Linked DNA regions of Mus musculus: all the other regions are linked to region 1. A link is a contact called in public HiChIP or PLAC-seq data. All regions are on one chromosome and are shown on one strand. Each heading gives the region's core, a stretch centred on a gene start, on an enhancer-like site or on the middle of the called end of the contact. The rest is flanking DNA. Distances are from core to core; before and after follow the strand shown.

Region 1 (3,085 bases), core at 471-2,970:
TGTTCGGTGCATGCTCTATCGCTGAGCTATACCCCTCCCCAGGCTGTCTGGAGTTTTTTGTTTTGTTTTGTTTTTTTTGTCTAAAAATACTGTTATAGATATTCATGTGTTAAAACTGAACATGAAGCAAACCTAGAGAACCTTTCCATCCAGAGGGGCAGGATTTCCCAGCCATCTCTTCTTCTTCACAATCTCCTGACCTTGAGGGGGTAGGCAGGCTCCAGGGATGAATCTATTCTTGCCAAACCAGACAACCTGCATCTCCAACTGCTCACTAATTAGGCCACCATTTTGGACTTTGATGTGACAGTTTTCAAAAGTGAACGCTGCCTTTGTTCAAAACCCTAAATTATGGCCTCACCATGTGTTCTCTACTCTCAGAATCAGCTTCCCCCATCCTTTGTCAAATGCTAGGCCAGATAAAGCCTGGAGCTCCACTTTCGTCATCGTGCATCCCTGACTCACATGCCCAGAATAATTCCCCACTGCCTAGAGCACAAGCTCCGATCTGGAGCTTATCATCAAGGCCTTCAGCAAACAGAAACCAAATCCACCCTGAGCTTGCTGCCCCGAAAGTCCCCTGCTCCAGATTAAAGCTCTCCGAACTGTCCTGACCCCACTACAACTTGTGTTCTCTTGTCTGCTCACATCTTGGGGGCAAGATGGGCTCTCTTTCCCTTAAGCTTGGCCACATAGTCCCCACCTTTATAGCCCCACCCCCATCTCACAGTTTACTACTGAGCTCTCTGATGACCCAGGGACCAGGGATCTAAGCCTTATCGCTGCTACACTGACCACGAGACTGCAGAGACCTTTCAGAGACCATTCTGTCTGCCTGAAAGATGTCAGAGTCAAACGGGAGAGACAGCCCAGCTGTTAAAGGCTAGATTCCAACCAAAAAGAAGCCAAGACAACAAACAAACAAACCTCCTGTAATTTATGTGTTTGAATCCTTAGGGGATACCTAGCTCAATGCTAATGTAAAAGGATACTCGTGACCCCCCCAGCCTTCTCTGTAGGGCCGGATTCAGCTCTCTGAGTGCTAAGCTAATGTTCATTTATTTAGAACTGGGACAACTACAAACACCCAAATCACCTCTTTAAAGCACTGACGTCTGCTCAAGCCATCCTTCCAGAACCTGGAACCCCATTCAAAGTCCTGGGTTCTCAGGACTTGTGGAAAAGAAGTCCTGTAAGACAGGGCATGTGCTAGAAAATCCATAACCCATAAATAGCATCTTTAAGATCCAGTAGCTGTTAAAGTTTCTTTCTTTGGGTCTCGAATGCTATTTCCTAAAAAGGTTTTGACACGGAACTTCAATGTTCCCAACAGACTGTAATGAATTTATTCTGACTATTCAGGGATGTGGGTCACATACATCTTTAAGTGGTGTTTTGTCTCTCCATAGTCCCCATATCACACCCTAAGGTGGTTCTTGTTCCCTGCCATGGAGATCTGAGTCTTTAAACACCATTTATTACCAGTTTAGTCCCCACTAGAGCCAGCCCTGCCACCCACTGTATATGGCAGAGAGACTCCCTAGCTGGTCTTCAGATACCAGGCAGACAGCTGCAGCTAAGCACAGGGCCATTATCAACAGGAAGAAGAAGGTGCTTCTTGATACAGACTCCTCTGAGGATGCACAGGGCTTGACCCCTTCAGTGGAGAAGAGCAGGTGCCTTGCATGCGTACCCAGTGGTGCATCTGCAGTGGTGGGAGAGGCTGAGTCACATCTGGATCCATGCCCACAGCCTCCAGCCCAGAGGAGGCAGGCCAGCAGCAGGAGGTGCTCCATAGAGAGCAAGTACCTTGGAAAATAGGATTGGGCTCTCTGGCAGTATCTTATCCTTACCACCGCTTCAAGCCTGGGGCTGCTGACTGATTGAAATACCATTTTAATTAAAACATTTGCCCTACGTGACAGGAGCAATTTAATGAAAGATTACCAAAGTAAGCACAATATTAAAAATGTGTCCAGGCACTGCTGTTTTGTGATGTTCGTCTTCCTTCTGTAAGGAAGGCCAAGATTTCAGTAGATTACACCAGGGGCTCAGTGGTTCACAGCACAGGCTGTTCTTACAAAGGCCCCGGGTTTGATTCCCAAACCCATGTGAGAGTTCAAAACTCCCTGTAACCCCAGGTCTAAGGGATCTGACCTCCTCTGACCATCCATACAGATAAAACAGCAAACCGCATAAAACATATAAATCTAAAACAAAAAGGCCAAACCAACCAGATTAGAGATCCACAGTCAGGAAATACATACATTAATTCTTGCTAAGTAGATGAGGTCTGGTCAGCTGGGTGTGATGGTGTACATCCAGCATGCAGGAAGCAGAGGTAGGAGGATCTCTGAGTTCTGGGCCAGCCTGGTCTACAGAGCTAGTCCCAGGATAGCCTGGGATACACAGAGGAGCCATGTCTTGGTGGAGTGAAACAATGAAGACAATAGGATTTGGAACAGATGTTCACGTGAAAGGCATTATGGGAAGAGAGAGTCCACGTGCAGAGGAACTGGGCAAGGGGACTGCTTTGACATGGAGGAGCACAGTGGGAAACTAAGCTCTCATGGTTTTCCAGAGCCTCTCTGTAACCCCAGGCAGGGCAAAACCAGAGCCCCTCTCAGCTCTGACGTAGGTGTTCTTGCCTTCCAAGGAGCCCTGGGCCATCAGAGGCCTGAGGGCTTGGAGACAGAGAGCAAGAGAAGGCGTAGCTTTACGTGCAGGAAGTGACTCGCTTAAAAATCCAATTGGCTCTCCTTATCCTTATTCTGGGCTTCACATCAGCGGATCAGACCTATGCTGGGCTCTGGCTGGCATGTACTATTAACCTGGGATGGAGGCATCAGTACTGACCACGTACAGAGCATGTGCCATTATTTCCTAAACAATTCAAAGCACCTATTCCTATAGTGTTTCCATGGCATCAGGAAGCCAGAGACAATCTCAAGTGTGGAGGAGGCTGTGCCAGGTCCTAGGCAAACACAACACCATCTTGTAGAGGGGAGTTGAGCATTTGTGGGCTTTGGCAACCATGGGAATCCTGGAGTCAATCTGTTAGATACTAGTGTGTTTTAAAGGCAGT
Region 2 (3,300 bases), core at 95-2,594, 170 kb after region 1:
ATCTCAAAAACAAACAAACAAACAAACAAAAAAAGCACAAACCTGTTGGTTCTCATATTCAGCAACATTGATTGAGTTCTACCAAGTACTAAGATATATGTAAATGTGCCCCAACCTTTGCTCACAAGTAGCCTATCATCTAAGTAAAAGAGCCCACCATCATCTTGAGTGTCACATAGAATGGTGCTCAAGATACTACTAAGTATGAGAGCAAGATGTTCCACTGGAGAAAAGCAGTGTCCTAAAGAGAGCTAGCTCAACAAAGAATGGTGTCAAAGAAACATTACTCAAAGGGACATTTTATAAGTAATATCAGACCAGGAAGTAGGAAATTTTATGCAAGTTAGAAGTCTATAAACAGATTACTATTTATTTAATTTTTTTGGGGAAGGCCTTGCACATGCCAAGCAAGGGTTCTGTGCCCAAAGGACACCCCAGCTCACACAGGTCAATTCCTACATTAGGCCCTACAGTCTGTCTTAAGTCTTTGCTTTGCATTCACACTTCCTCACTCCTTGAGAAGCCAAATTAAAGGTATTCTGATGAACCTCATTAAGGGGGAATTCTGCAGAGTTAGGGGGTAAGTCAGTTTCCATCCATTTAATGTCCAAGTTCCCTGGTCTTTCTTTACAACAGAAACGGATAGCTCATATGAACTGACTGAGAACAGGGCCTATGTTTGTACAACTTGAACTTCTCCGTAACTGTTTAATTCATGAAACACAAAGATGCTCCTGCCGTACCTTTTATGAAGTGCAGAGGTTACCAAGATAATTATGACAGTGTCCCTGTCTGCAGGACATTGTTCTACAGAGGGGTTAGAGGTATAAAAAGTCATAATTATAGTACAGTGTGAACATTTTGATTGTTGAAATGCTTAGGGTTGGGGGAACACTGGGAAGAAATAATTAGCTGTACTTGAAAGCTCTATAAAGATGACTTTGCATCTTTGGATAGGAGTTGTCTCTCGATTCATGTTTAAATGAATATGTATTCCTGTTTGCTAGCGGATCCTTCCAATTTCCTAACAGGATCGTATGTTGCCTTTTTTAACTGAAGAAGTAAATAAGTTAATTTCATTTGTCTGTGCTACTGTTGCGAAATAAAAACATGAGCAAAGTGGTAGATAGAAGGCAGAACCAGCGCCGGGTGGAGAGAGGGACTCTCAGTGTGGGAACCAAGATTAGGGAGAGCACAATGCGGAGCCCTAGTAATGATCCAATGATTCATCCTGTCATTCCTCTTCCTCTGTAGCCATCAGGTTTGGGCGGATGCCACAGGCCGAGAAGGAGAAGCTGTTGGCGGAGATCTCCAGTGATATCGACCAGCTGAACCCAGAGTCTGCTGATCTGCGAGCCCTGGCAAAGCATTTGTATGACTCATACATAAAGTCCTTCCCGCTGACCAAAGCCAAGGCGAGGGCGATCTTGACAGGAAAGACAACGGACAAATCAGTTAGTTCTCTTCTGCTCTCTTCACTGGGGGAGGCTGGGGCTGGGGGTTGTTTCCTTTGACTAAATGATTTGCTTTGGTGCACATGCATATGCAAAAACAAACAAACAAACAAACAAAAAACAGCTCAGCTGCAGGCTGTTAAAATCTAGTGGCAGGCTAGGTCCAAAACACAGGAAATGTCTTCAAATAGGATAAGTAAACATTGTTCTGAAAAGGGAGTAAGTCCTCCAAGCTGTAATAAAAAACCTTTGAGAGTAATACAAGAGCTCATAGGTCATCTCTACACTCATGAATGAACGTGAAGCCTTCCAGTCACAAGAGTGTCTCAGAAGCCGTGCAGGAGGCTGAGCAGGTGTGTTAAGCTGTTGTGTCCCACTTCTACCTTTCAGTTTTTCTATGGTCATTTGTCCCAGGTCCAAAGTGGGCACAAAAGTACATCAGGATATCATGAGACCTATTTCCTTACAGTACCTAGCTTTATTCCTGGGAAACTGGAGGCTCTGGCCTTCTATTATATACATGAGTTCTACTTTCTGCAAGGATCTAAGTTGCCTATGCTACTCCAATGGAATGGTTGGTTGCTTGCTTGCTTGCTTGGTTTAGTATGCTAACTATTGGATTGAATCCCAGGCAAGCATGTTGGGTACATGTGTGCTAGAACTAAGCTACAGTCCCAAGCCACAAAAGTATTCTTAAGTACCTGGAGATTCTTTGACTGATATTGTTTAGCAATTCATAATAGATGAAAATTATCATTGAATCCAGTTTTCTAGGAAGCAGAAAGCTTCTGATAGGAAGTTGAGAATCAACATCAAATTACATTAAAATAAAACCTCAATGCTGCTCCCCAGTCCACCAGCAGCTGCAAGTGTGCACTGGATTGGGCTCTTCAGGTCTTTCAGCCAGGGTCTGGCTTTGATGTCTATGCTATGATGAATGTCCCTAGGCAGTAGGAGCTACAAGTCCCATGCAGAAGACCTGGATCCAGCTCTTGAAAACCCTGTGTGTGGTCAGTTACTTTCATGGCCAGGAGAGCCAGTCAACTATTAGGTGGATACATGTAACTTGATGACCATTTAGATTTTAGAAGAAAAAAATCGTATTATCTCCTAATGTGTTTTGAGGACTATCTCAGGTTATTTCTTTCGTTTTAGATAAATGACTTCGAGTGGAATCAGCTAGTAGCTATGAGAAAGCCACATGCCAGTAAGAACAGTTGAGTTTCTCCCTGCAAAAGAGGTGATTGATACTTTCACAGTGATACACAAGGCCCTAGGCACTACAGTTTCCAAGTATTTTACACATTCTTTACACTCGAGCTCAGGGTCCTCTGAAGGCTGCAATTGTTTGTTATTATCTTCATTTAAGAAGAAGGAACTGAAGTGGAGAGGGGCAAGCACATAGAAACCCCAAGGCCATGACATAAGCTCCCTGACTTCTAGTTGGGAGCATTCTCAGCATGCTATTCTAGGACTACAGAACACGAGTCACAGTACCATGGGCTCTGTGCACTGTGTACCAAAAGTAGCCATGGCAAGAGACACACAAGTGAAGCCTCTGCAGAGCTAATTTGATTACAGAGGATAAGCCTACTTCACCGGCAGAAAAGTAAAGAAAGACTGCAGAGCCACATGACTAAGCAGAATTAACACTTGAAGGCAAATTGCAACAGCTTACCAAGAACAGGTGCAGGAAAGAGGGCTGGAGTCTGGGATCTACCTAACTGGGGAGGGAGGCGGTTGCTGAAAGGCAAGCCAGTTCAGTTTTACCTAGAGCCACTCATCTTGCAGGCTCTGGGTTCTTATTGTCATAACCTCAAGTTCACACCTGAAATCCATGCTGGAA
Region 3 (3,269 bases), core at 351-2,850, 230 kb after region 1:
GGCAGGCTTTGCGTTGTTGCTTGTTTGCAGTATGGTTTTGTTTGTTTGTTTGTTTGTTTGTTTGTTTGAGACAGGATCTCAGAGAGTCTAGGCTGGCCTCAAACTCCATAGGTAGTCAAGGATGGTCCTGAACCCCTAGTCTACACCTCCCAAATCCTAGGATTACAAGTCTGTACCACCATGTCAGGGTAATGTGGTAGCAGGGATGGAACTCAGGGCAAAGAAGTCAGGGAATCTGTCTGTCTGGACCCAGGTAGGCACTCTCCACCTGGAGAAGTGGGAGACCAGAAAACAACAACAACAGCGCACACACACACACAATTCCTCAAAAGTCAGATGGGGGGGACTGGGCCCTTCATTGTATGCCTTTCTAGCCATGTTGTTTGTGCACTGGCTGCAGGTGAGAAGCCTGTGACCAGTGGTGCAAGGGACAGAGGTGCCCTGCACAGCAATTTCTAGAGGAATGGAAACAGGCAGTGGTAGAATGGCCCAGAAGGTGTCTGAGGAACAGGCAACGCTACTGGAGCTCGGGGGAGACAAAGGGCAGAAACACTGGAAGAGGGGATTTCTTTCCAACCCAGTGAATATTTCAATTAGTGGTTCTACTTCTTGGTTATTGGTTACTTAGTTGTTTTCATGCTAGGTTAGTTGGTTGGTTGGTTGGTTGGTTGGTTGGTTGGTTGGTTGGTTGATTAGTGGCTCTGTTGGTTAGATGATTGATTGTTCAGTTGGTTAGTCAATTGGTTGGATGACCAGTTGGTTTAGTTGTTCAGTCCATTGATTCATTGGTTGTTGAATGATGGTTATCCCATTAGTTGTTTACTTGGTTGGTTGGTTGACTGTACAGTTGGTTGTCTATTTGGTTTCTGGGTCAGCTGATTAGTTGGTTGGTTGGTGGCTTAGATGGTTGGCTGGTTGCTTGGTGGTTCAACTAGTTGCTTGATTTGCTGGTTGGCTGCTGGTTGGTTAATTTGTTGGTTGGTCGCTGAGTTGGGAATTGTCAATATGGACAAATCTTAGGTTCTGTTGCCTATTTGAAATATTTCCTGGACTTCCTTAAGAAAATTCCATCTGAGACTGAGATACAGTTTAGTGGTACACTTCACTTGTCTAACATGTGAAGTGCCGAGGTCCACCTCCAGCACCACAAAGAAATCAGAGGAGAAGAGAGAAGAGTGGGGTAAATGGAGAGGGACAGGGCAGTTCCAGAACCTAATCCACCTCCTACTTACATGAAAGCATTTGTCCATTCAAGAAAGATTCATCTGGGCTTCCTCTTACAGCTCTATGAGGCCATTTGATATATAAACTCCTTGTTCAAGTTCATGGGATCTGTCCACAAAGGCTTGGCTTCCTGTTAGTGCCAAGGTCATGGATGTGGTAGGAGCTTTTAAGAGTACTGCTACCTACCAGGGACTGTATCCCTCTCTTTCTCACACACAACACACACACACACACACACACACACACACACACACACACACAGGACTGGAGCAGCCTGGAGGCACCTAGAAAGCTCTCAAGGGCACTGAGTTATCAGGCGTGTCCTCCAGTCTCCACCAGGTCTGGTCTTTGCTGATGGCTGGCGATAGGGCTCCTCTGTGGGCCAGCCTCCACTGCCTTGCTCTTCAGCAAACATTCCAGGGGGGTTGTTCAGCCTGCGGTTAATGTGGGTTGCCATTCATTTCATCTATATCACAACCTGGAAGCAAACAAACAGAAAGCTATATAGATTTTAAAAGTCTAAATTAAGTCATAATGGGGCGCAGAGGATCTGGTTAAATTTGCAAAAAATAGATTTGCTAATTCCTCTGTTCTCTGTGCCAGTGCAGAGGCGACACACTTTACTAATAGCGAGACCAGGACAGCTCCAGGCTGTTCCTGCCTTCCTGCACTCCCCTCAAGTCCTCCACAGTTCTTAGGGAAAAAGAGGGGATCCTGTGGGCACAAAGGCAAACAGGGAGCAACTTTGAAGATATGTATGAGCCAGAGTAAGGCTAACAGAAGGCCCAGGAGCCAGGCCCTGTGCACACTGCTCACACTCCCACCCTGTGTCTTCAGAGTGAGCCAACAGGTAGCTCACTGCCATCCTTATCTGCAGTTTCTCCATCCGACATGTCTTGAAACTTTCCAAGGTTAAAGATGGCATCTGTACTGAACACGCACAAATCTTTCTCTGTGCAGTTGTTCCCTAAACACAGTAAACTGTCTATCTCTCTAGCACGTGCTCCTCATCCAGTATTTGATGCAACCCAAGATTTAAGGGTCTCAAAAGGATGTGTACAGGCGGGTCCTATGCAAGTGCCATGACGTACTACAAAAGGGGGTCTCAACCCATCGCAAGGACTGTGGAGGGGGGAGCTCCTATCCCCATCTGTCAGATGAGACAGATAAAGCTCCAGCAGGCAAGCCCTGTGCCTGAGGTCATAGTAGGCTTTGAGTTCTGCTAGTAGCAACCAGGGGCCCAAGTTGACTGTTTCAAAGATCCCCCAGGCTTGTTATCCTGCTTCATCTTCCTGTACCGGGGTTTCTCTATGTCTCACCAGCCTGTTGGTACAAATGAGTCACCTAGACAACTGGCTATCATCTCACCAGCCCAGCCCCAGCCCTGGCCCCCTGCTCACCTGGGTCTTTAGCCACCCACCTCAGCACTTCCTAGAGCAAGAGTCCCTGAGATGTCCACGATCTCTTCTCCTTCAAAGTTTACCCAGTCAAGAACACCACGGAACATGGCAGAGTGGGCTTTCTGGGGCTAGAGAGATATACCCCACTAGAAGTAGGGGAACAGGGTTCTGGTGGCCCCATGAGCAAGCAACCTCAGTGCTGCCCTCGCCCTTAGGAGCTTCCCTGTAGAGGGAAGATGGGTACTGTTGGTTCTCAGCATGTCCCCCAAGCAGCTACAGACTGGGACACGGGACCTCAGGAAGACACACACTAGTAGTGTCACCATGCAGCCAGAGTGCCATGGAGAGAGCTCGAGAAGAGAATGGAAGGATTGTGGGAGGGGACATGCCTGGCTGGGCAGAAGCCCATGCTACCAGTCACAGAGGGTTCAACAGTCCAGGTTCAGTGCTGTGAACCTTTATTACCACTGCCCACTTCCAAGCCAAGTAGGGTAGGGACAAGGAAACTGTTGGGGCTCAGAGGGACCAAGCCACTGGTCTGAAGTCACAACACCAGTGGTGAGCTTTTGTAGAATCAGATCTGAGGGTCCCCAACTTTATATTCATGAATGTTGTCTTTACCAGTGTGAGACCCAGCATTGAGAA

What was found. HiChIP or PLAC-seq counts read pairs in DNA pulled down with a chosen protein or histone mark.
Region 2: an HNF4G HiChIP or PLAC-seq map of pancreatic cancer cells shows a contact between it and region 1. The contact joins two enhancer-like sites. A contact is called at or near these places in 2 of 484 Hi-C or Micro-C datasets (Th1 cells and bone marrow-derived macrophages) and 5 of 115 datasets of contacts at active chromatin or transcription factors (CD8 T cells, the NIH/3T3 cell line, embryonic fibroblasts and 2 more).
Region 3: a contact with region 1 is called in an HNF4G HiChIP or PLAC-seq map of pancreatic cancer cells. The contact joins two enhancer-like sites. A contact is called at or near these places in 10 of 39 promoter capture datasets (the 3T3-L1 cell line, HPC-7-derived erythroid cells, cranial neural crest and 5 more), 3 of 15 datasets of contacts at CTCF or cohesin (the NIH/3T3 cell line and large pre-B cells), 10 of 484 Hi-C or Micro-C datasets (Th1 cells, Th2 cells, bone marrow-derived macrophages and 5 more), 16 of 115 datasets of contacts at active chromatin or transcription factors (CD8 T cells, the NIH/3T3 cell line, Th17 cells and 12 more) and 1 of 9 other capture datasets (embryonic stem cells).

The regions. Positions count from the first base shown.
Region 1 is chr6:115,292,366-115,295,450 of GRCm38.p6, forward strand. No RefSeq gene overlaps it. Among named protein-coding and RNA genes, the nearest start is that of Gm38877, 23 kb to the right of the region's middle. Within about 2 kb of position 1,721, at least 7 of the 459 cell types and tissues checked have an H3K27ac peak or open chromatin away from gene starts, as enhancers often do. A contact at or near this core is called in pancreatic cancer cells, where this site is marked.
Region 2 is chr6:115,461,832-115,465,131 of GRCm38.p6, forward strand. Pparg (peroxisome proliferator activated receptor gamma) reads left to right here. Exons shown (of 8, transcript NM_001308354.1): 6 at 1,255-1,454. Among named protein-coding and RNA genes, the nearest start is that of Gm36301, 56 kb to the right of the region's middle. Within about 2 kb of position 1,345, at least 94 of the 459 cell types and tissues checked have an H3K27ac peak or open chromatin away from gene starts, as enhancers often do. A contact at or near this core is called in pancreatic cancer cells, where this site is marked.
Region 3 is chr6:115,526,066-115,529,334 of GRCm38.p6, forward strand. It overlaps Gm36355 (a long non-coding RNA gene), which reads right to left. Exons shown (of 7, transcript XR_869382.3): 7 at 1-1,702. Among named protein-coding and RNA genes, the nearest start is that of Gm36301, 8.2 kb to the left of the region's middle. Within about 2 kb of position 1,601, at least 17 of the 459 cell types and tissues checked have an H3K27ac peak or open chromatin away from gene starts, as enhancers often do. A contact at or near this core is called in pancreatic cancer cells, where this site is marked.